Linked DNA regions of Oryctolagus cuniculus: region 1 is linked to region 2. A link is a contact called in public Micro-C data. All regions are on one chromosome and are shown on one strand. Each heading gives the region's core, a stretch centred on a gene start, on an enhancer-like site or on the middle of the called end of the contact. The rest is flanking DNA. Distances are from core to core; before and after follow the strand shown.

Region 1 (2,936 bases), core at 124-2,623, 190 kb after region 2:
GGAACGCACCTCCCCCAGCGAGGTCCTGGCGCCACCGGCGTGCAGCAGTCACTGCGAATATAGGAAGCAGGGGCGATTTTAAATGCTTCTTTATTCTTACAAATACTGTAAAAATTAATATAAAAAAGTGAGCATGCTCAGTCTTTTCCTCTTATCTATAATACAAAGGGTTTGTCTGAAAAGTTTTTTTTTTTTTTCATACAAATGTACCTTAGCTGCATCAACAGGAGTATGATGTAGAAAAAGCTACCATTATAAAAATAATTTAAGGGAAAATAAACACGTATAGCTTCTCTCGCAGTTCAGTGGTGGTAAGTCCAGGCTGTAGCTTCCCGTCGCCCACACGTCCCGAAGAAAACTGCAGCCGGCGCCGGGCGGCTCTGTGGGCGCCCGGGCTGCGCAAGGCAGGGCACGCTCGCTCCCGGGCCGTCGGGTCTGAGGTATCGGTCGTTGGTTAGTCTGTCCCGTTCGGGCCGCGCGTTACCGGCAGTCGGCGGCCCCGGTGGCGGGCAGGAAGGGCGGGCTGGGCAGCTGCTTGAAGAACTGCCGGAGCCCGGCCAGGTCCCGCGTGAGCTGCTCCACGCGCTGGTGCAGCTTCTCATTCTCCGCCGACAGCTCCACCAGCTTCTGCTGCATCTCCTGGTTGCGCCGCTTGGCCTTGTCGCGGCTCTTGCGCACGGCGATGTTGTTGCGCTCGCGCCGCTGCCTGTACTCGGGGCTGCCGCGGTCCGGGCCCCTCTTGCCGGTGCCCTTCTCCCGGGCAGGGCCGGGCGCGGGGCTCGGCCCCGGGCTGGCTCGCGGCGGCTCCGGCGACGTGGGCGGTGTGGGTTGCGCGGCGGCCGCCAGGCTCACCACGGTCTGCGCGCACGCGGCCACCTGCGCGGGCAGCAACGAGCCCGGCGCGTCGCCGCCGTCGCCCCAGTCGGGTTCGCGCTTGAGCGGACGCGGGGCGGCGGGGCCTGGGCCCGGGGGCCGCGGGGGACCGCCTGGCAGCAGCTCCAGGGCGCCCGCTCCGCCCGCGCCGCCGCCGCCGCCTGCTTTGTGGTTGCTGTTGAAGAGGTCAGCGAAGAGCTCGTCGTGGCACAGTTCCAGGGTGGGCACTGCGGCCATGGAGTCGATGTAGGCGCTGAAGTCGATGGCGCTTTCGTCGTCGTACATCGCGGGGGCGGCGGCGCCCGGCTCCCCGAGGGTCCCCGGTTCGGCCCCTCGGCCCGGCTTTCCCACTCGACCCGGCTCGTAGAAGGGTGCGGGCTCCGTGGGCCAGGGCGCGCCGCGCGCCGGGCCGTCCAGGCTGAAGAGCGCGGCGCTCATGGCGGCGTCGGGCCGGGCTCGGAGTCCAATTGCGGCTGTCACCCAGCTGGGCCGGGCCCGCCGCCTTTTCTAGCCCCGGCTGACGCGCACGCCCCGCCCCGGCTCCGGCACCGCGGGGGCGCCCCGGGGCCGCGGGGGAGGGGGGGCGCACCCTAAGAGCCCCCGCCCTGCGCCCTGGAGCCGCCCCCAGCCCCGAGCCTTGCCCTGGCGCACATCCCGCCTTGCTGCGCGCCGGGGGCCCCTACGCGGCCGTGGGACCCCCGGAGCGCGCGTGGGGGAGGGGCGCGCGCCTCTTCCCTCCGCCCCCGGCCGGCCCGAGCCGCGCTGCTGGGAATGACCCTCCCTCTGCCCGCACTCCAGGCCTTCCCTCCTTCCTGTTTGTGAGCTTTGGAACCTCTTGGTTTCTCGGTGCCGGCAGTGAAATCAAAACCAAGACTTGGCCGTGGCGTGCACGTCGCGGGAGGGAGAGGGACTGGGCGACTCAAGGACGGAGGGGTGCGCGCGGCCGGGAGGCTCCTGGGCCGCAAGCGGCTGATTCGCCCACCCGACCTTTGCCCGGACGCCTCCGCCCCGGGAACGGATGCGGGCAGCTGCCCAGAGGGCAGGCTGCCGGGACGGTCTCCCGGCGCAGCCTCTACTGGGACATGTCCGCGAGGCGGCGGGCAGGCAGTGGATGGCGGGAGGCCGTCCCGCACCTCACCCGCCCGTCGCTCTGGAGCTGGGCGTTCCAGCTAGCCCTAGGGGTCGACGCCCAGCAAAATGCTGTTGGTGCGTCCCAACCAAGGGGCAGCGGGACGTCCTCGTCGAGAGCGGAGTGCAGGGCAGCGGTGGTCGCCCTGGACATAGCGTGCCCCGGGGGCGCCGAGGCCCTCCTGCCGTCCCGAGCCCCGCAAGGCACCCGCGCTCCCCTCGAGCTCCTGCGCACTGGGCCGAGGCTTCCGGGTCTACTAAAGCAGTGCCATCTTGTGGTGGTGTCTTGCTTCAGCCCTATTGTTAATGCCAGGCTCTTTTTCCCTTTCTGACTACTCCAAAATACAGTGCTGTTGAATTTACAGTATTTAGGTCCTTTAGGGAAGAAACACAGCTGTAACCGGGTGTTAGGCTGCTAGCTCTTCATACTGTGAATTGCATGAGAAGACGCGGCGAGGATGGGCTTGATTTCCTGCGGTTTGAGGCAGGCATTCTCGTCAATTCTACTAAGTCACAACCCTTATTCAGTCCTGGCCTCCATCTCGCATCTCTTCTTCGCTTAGGCTTTTCACGCACCCTGGGTTGGTTCCGAGCACCAAACGTTCCACAGACTGCTCCGGTCCATCCTAGAGATAATTGGTAATTTCTTTTTTGTTTTAAAGATTTATTTATTTTACTTGAAAGTCAGAGTTACATAGAGAGAGGAGAGGCAGAGAGAGAGAGAGAGAGAGAGGTCTTCCATGGTTCACTCCCCAGTTGGCCGCAATGGCCGGAGCTGCTGCACCCATTCGAAGCCAGGAGCCAGGAGCCAGGAGCTGCTTCCGGGTCTCCCACATGAGTGCAGGGGCCCAAGGACTTGGGCCATCTTCCACTGTTTCCTAGGCCATAGCAGAGAGCTGGATGGGAAGTGGAGCAGCCAGGTGTTGAACCCAGAT
Region 2 (3,245 bases), core at 655-3,154:
ATTGTATATGCTGACATTGATCAATGTCTTTATGTGGAGAATGATTTTATATTTAGCTCTTTAGTACATCTGAAATGTATTTTGGTATATCATATAGGTAGAGATAGATTTTCATTTTTCTTTCTAAATTTTTTCAGGATCACTTGCTGGATAATTTACCCCCATTGATTTTAAACATCTCTTTTATCAAATACTATATTTCTGTACACTATAAGATATATTTCTGGGGCCATCTGCTGTGGCGTAGTAGGTTAAGCCTCTCCCTAAGGTGGTGGCATCGCATATGGACATGGGTTAGAGTCCCACCTGCTCCTCTTCTGGTCCAGCTTTCTGCCTATGGCTTGGGAAAGCAGTGGAAAATGGCCCAAGTGCTTGGGCCCATGTACCCATGTGGGAGACTCAGAGGAAGCTCCTGGCTCCTGGCTTCGGATCGGCCCAGCTCCTGCTTTTGCAGCTATTTGGGGAGTGAACCAGTAAATGGAAGACTTCTCTCTGTCTCTCCCTCTCTCTGTCTGTAACAACTCTGCCTTTCAAATAAACAAATTTACAAAAAAAAAGATTTTTTTCTTGGTTTATAATGTTTTGTGTGTTGATAGCTATTCTTTTTCATTCTGATCTTTTTAGCAAAATATGTTTACTTTCTACACTTAAAGTTTTTACTTTGCAAGAACTTTGAATATGGAATATCCGATAACTTCATTCTCAGCTACTCATCTTTGTTTCTCAGTTTTTCTGAAAATTTCCATAAGGAATTTTAGAGTGATATGTCTCATAACAATGATAAATATTTTGAAAACACTGTATGCACTCCTGTATTGATCAGGTGGCTTGTTAATGATCTTCTAGCTTGTTAATGACCAGCTTAGCATGTGTGAACTTCACAGATAGCAAGGACCTCACTTGTTCATCTTTTTACATCTTGTTGAAACTGGTACCTGCTCTGGTAGGAACTGAACAAAACTTGACCCATTTAATTTTATGCTTGCCTCAGACATGTTCCAAGAAGTCTGCCTAAATAATATTTTGTTCGTTCATTTTCAGTATTAGCCTTGAGAATCTAGGTACCCTCAGTTTTTTCTCTCAGCCCCTGAACTGATTCCTACCTTTCCCAGTTTAACTATTGTTAGCCCAAGACCATGTGCCAGATATGGCATGAAGATTTTTAACTTATCCCTTTAAAAAAAAAAAAGCTGCTGCACATTATGCTTTGCATGTTTAATCCTTAACGCACACTTAAAGGAGACATTATTATCCTAAGTTTGTAGATGTGGAAACTAAAGTCAGAGAGATTAAAGAATTTGCTAAGTGCCCTGCCATGGCAGACCCCAAAGCCATGGTGGCACCGGGCCTAGCTTCAGAAGCAAGCCCGTCTTCGTCTTAGACTTGCTTCGGTGTTTAGTACACAGTGACCTGCTAATGGCCTGGGGGAAACAGCATAATGTAGCCCAAGTGTTAGGGCACCTGCCACCCATGTGGGAGACCCAAAAGAAGTTCTTGGCTCCTGGCTCCAGCCTGGCCCAGCACTGGCCTAGCACTGGCCTTTGTAGCCATCTGGGAAGTAAACCAGGGGAGAGAGGATCTCTCTCTTTCTGTCTCTCCCTCTCTCTGAGTAACTATTTCAAAGTAAATACATCTTTTAAAAAAGAAAAAAAACTTTATTTTAGGAGGCCTATATTTCATCATTTCTTCCATACTGTCCTCCTGTATACATCTAGATTTAAATGTTTATATCTGACATTTGCTTCACTGTTTCACATGCCTGGCCACTGTCCCTCGGGGCTCCTGTAATCACAGCAGCGCTGTGGTACAGCCAGCCATGGACAGCAGGCAGAGGTCTTGACCTCTCCTGACCTGCCCCTATGAAACCTCTGGCTCTCAGAATTTGTGTGTGTGTTCCTCCTCCAGGCTCTGTGACAGCCCTGGCCAGCTGGAGGCTTGAGAAACAGGCACATAAACCTCCTGGCACCATTCAGGGTCTGCTGGGGCCAAAATATGTCACTGTCCTAATTCTCTCAGGATCTTAAAGCATTTTCATATTAAGTTATTGAAAAGACCCAGAGAACCACAGTTGATGGTACATGAGGTCAGAGAGCATTCAGAGGTTGGAAGGCAGCTGGGAGAATTAAGTAATTATTCATATGTTTTAAGACTTTTTAACAGTCAGTATCCAAAGGAGAAAGAGCAGAGCTAACAATTTCCATCATAGGTGCTGGCTGTGGAAGTTGAGATACTTCCTGCAAAGCATTTCTGGTATCATTTGGGTAAAACTTAATCTTGTGTGGGGACCTTTTGCAGAAGGAAGTTTCTATTTCCACAGGACTACATGAAAGGTGTAAAGGGCACACTGTGAATTGGGGATGACACACCCTGTTTTGAATTAGATTTCCTGCTAGTTCTGATTGGCGGCATTCTTCCCGGACTCGGGTGAATTTGGTTCCAGTGTTTGCTTGTAAAACTGAATCCAGTCATTGTATTTTCAGTTTGGCTTCCTGCCTGCTATTAAAGTACAGAGCAAACTTCAGCCAGTAACTCCCTATGATTCTGTGTCCTCCATAAAGAGTAGGGAAAGGAGAGGGGAAAACCCAAGGGTGACTGAGTTCATTTGCATACTGTGCCAGAGGGCAGCTGCTGGCTGCTTTGCCATCACATGATTCTGTGGAGAATCCTCATATTCCACTTACCGGAATAGGAGACAGCCCAGGGCAGGGGGCAGGGTGTAAGCTAGTCACTCACTCTTCATGGTTCTAGCTTTGGCATTATCAGCCATGTAACCTGTTTACTTCTACCTGGTTAGCAATTCTATGTGAAAATGTGGGAGAGTTTCTGTTCCTCCCCCTTTCCAAAGTATTTCGGATAAAGAGTGTGTAAAGAGAAGTCACTGCAAAACCGTGGAACCTCCCTCAGTAGATCTGATTGTCCCTGTTGCATTTTCCTGGAGAGTCAACCAGGCCTTGGACATGGTTGATTAGATTCATGGAGAAGCTCTGTGGGGCTCACCCTTCTCCCTGGAGTCTGCAAACATGATGCAGTCTACTCACTGTAGCTTCAGAGCCCATTGTGACTCCTGCAGAACTCAGTAGGGGAAGGGTCAGAAGGGGCTCATTCTTTGCAAATGTGAAGAGGTCCAGAAAGAAGCCATTTGCTAAGAGTCCCCCAAATCCTCCTCCTCCAACACACACACTTTAGACTTCATAGATTTGGGGAAAGGGCAGTAGGGAAGGATGGTCTGTTCCGGGACTCTTCCA

Evidence for each region. A called contact is a pair of places that touch in the nucleus more often than the background predicts.
Region 1: a Micro-C map of ear pinna shows a contact between it and region 2, with 5 times the contacts expected there. The contact joins the promoter of CEBPD here to the enhancer-like site in region 2. A contact is called at or near these places in 3 of 6 Hi-C or Micro-C datasets (ear pinna, skin fibroblasts and an unstated tissue).

The regions. Positions count from the first base shown.
Region 1 is chr6:71,961,524-71,964,459 of mOryCun1.1, forward strand. CEBPD (CCAAT enhancer binding protein delta) reads right to left here and starts at 1,374. Exons shown (of 1, transcript XM_051844484.2): 1 at 74-1,374. The coding sequence starts at 1,311. The coding sequence ends at 481. All of the region lies in intron 19 of SPIDR (scaffold protein involved in DNA repair), which reads left to right.
Region 2 is chr6:71,771,502-71,774,746 of mOryCun1.1, forward strand. The region is part of intron 8 of SPIDR (scaffold protein involved in DNA repair); the gene reads left to right. Among named protein-coding and RNA genes, the nearest start is that of CEBPD, 190 kb to the right of the region's middle. Within about 2 kb of position 1,905, at least 5 of the 8 cell types and tissues checked have an H3K27ac peak or open chromatin away from gene starts, as enhancers often do. A contact at or near this core is called in ear pinna, where this site is marked.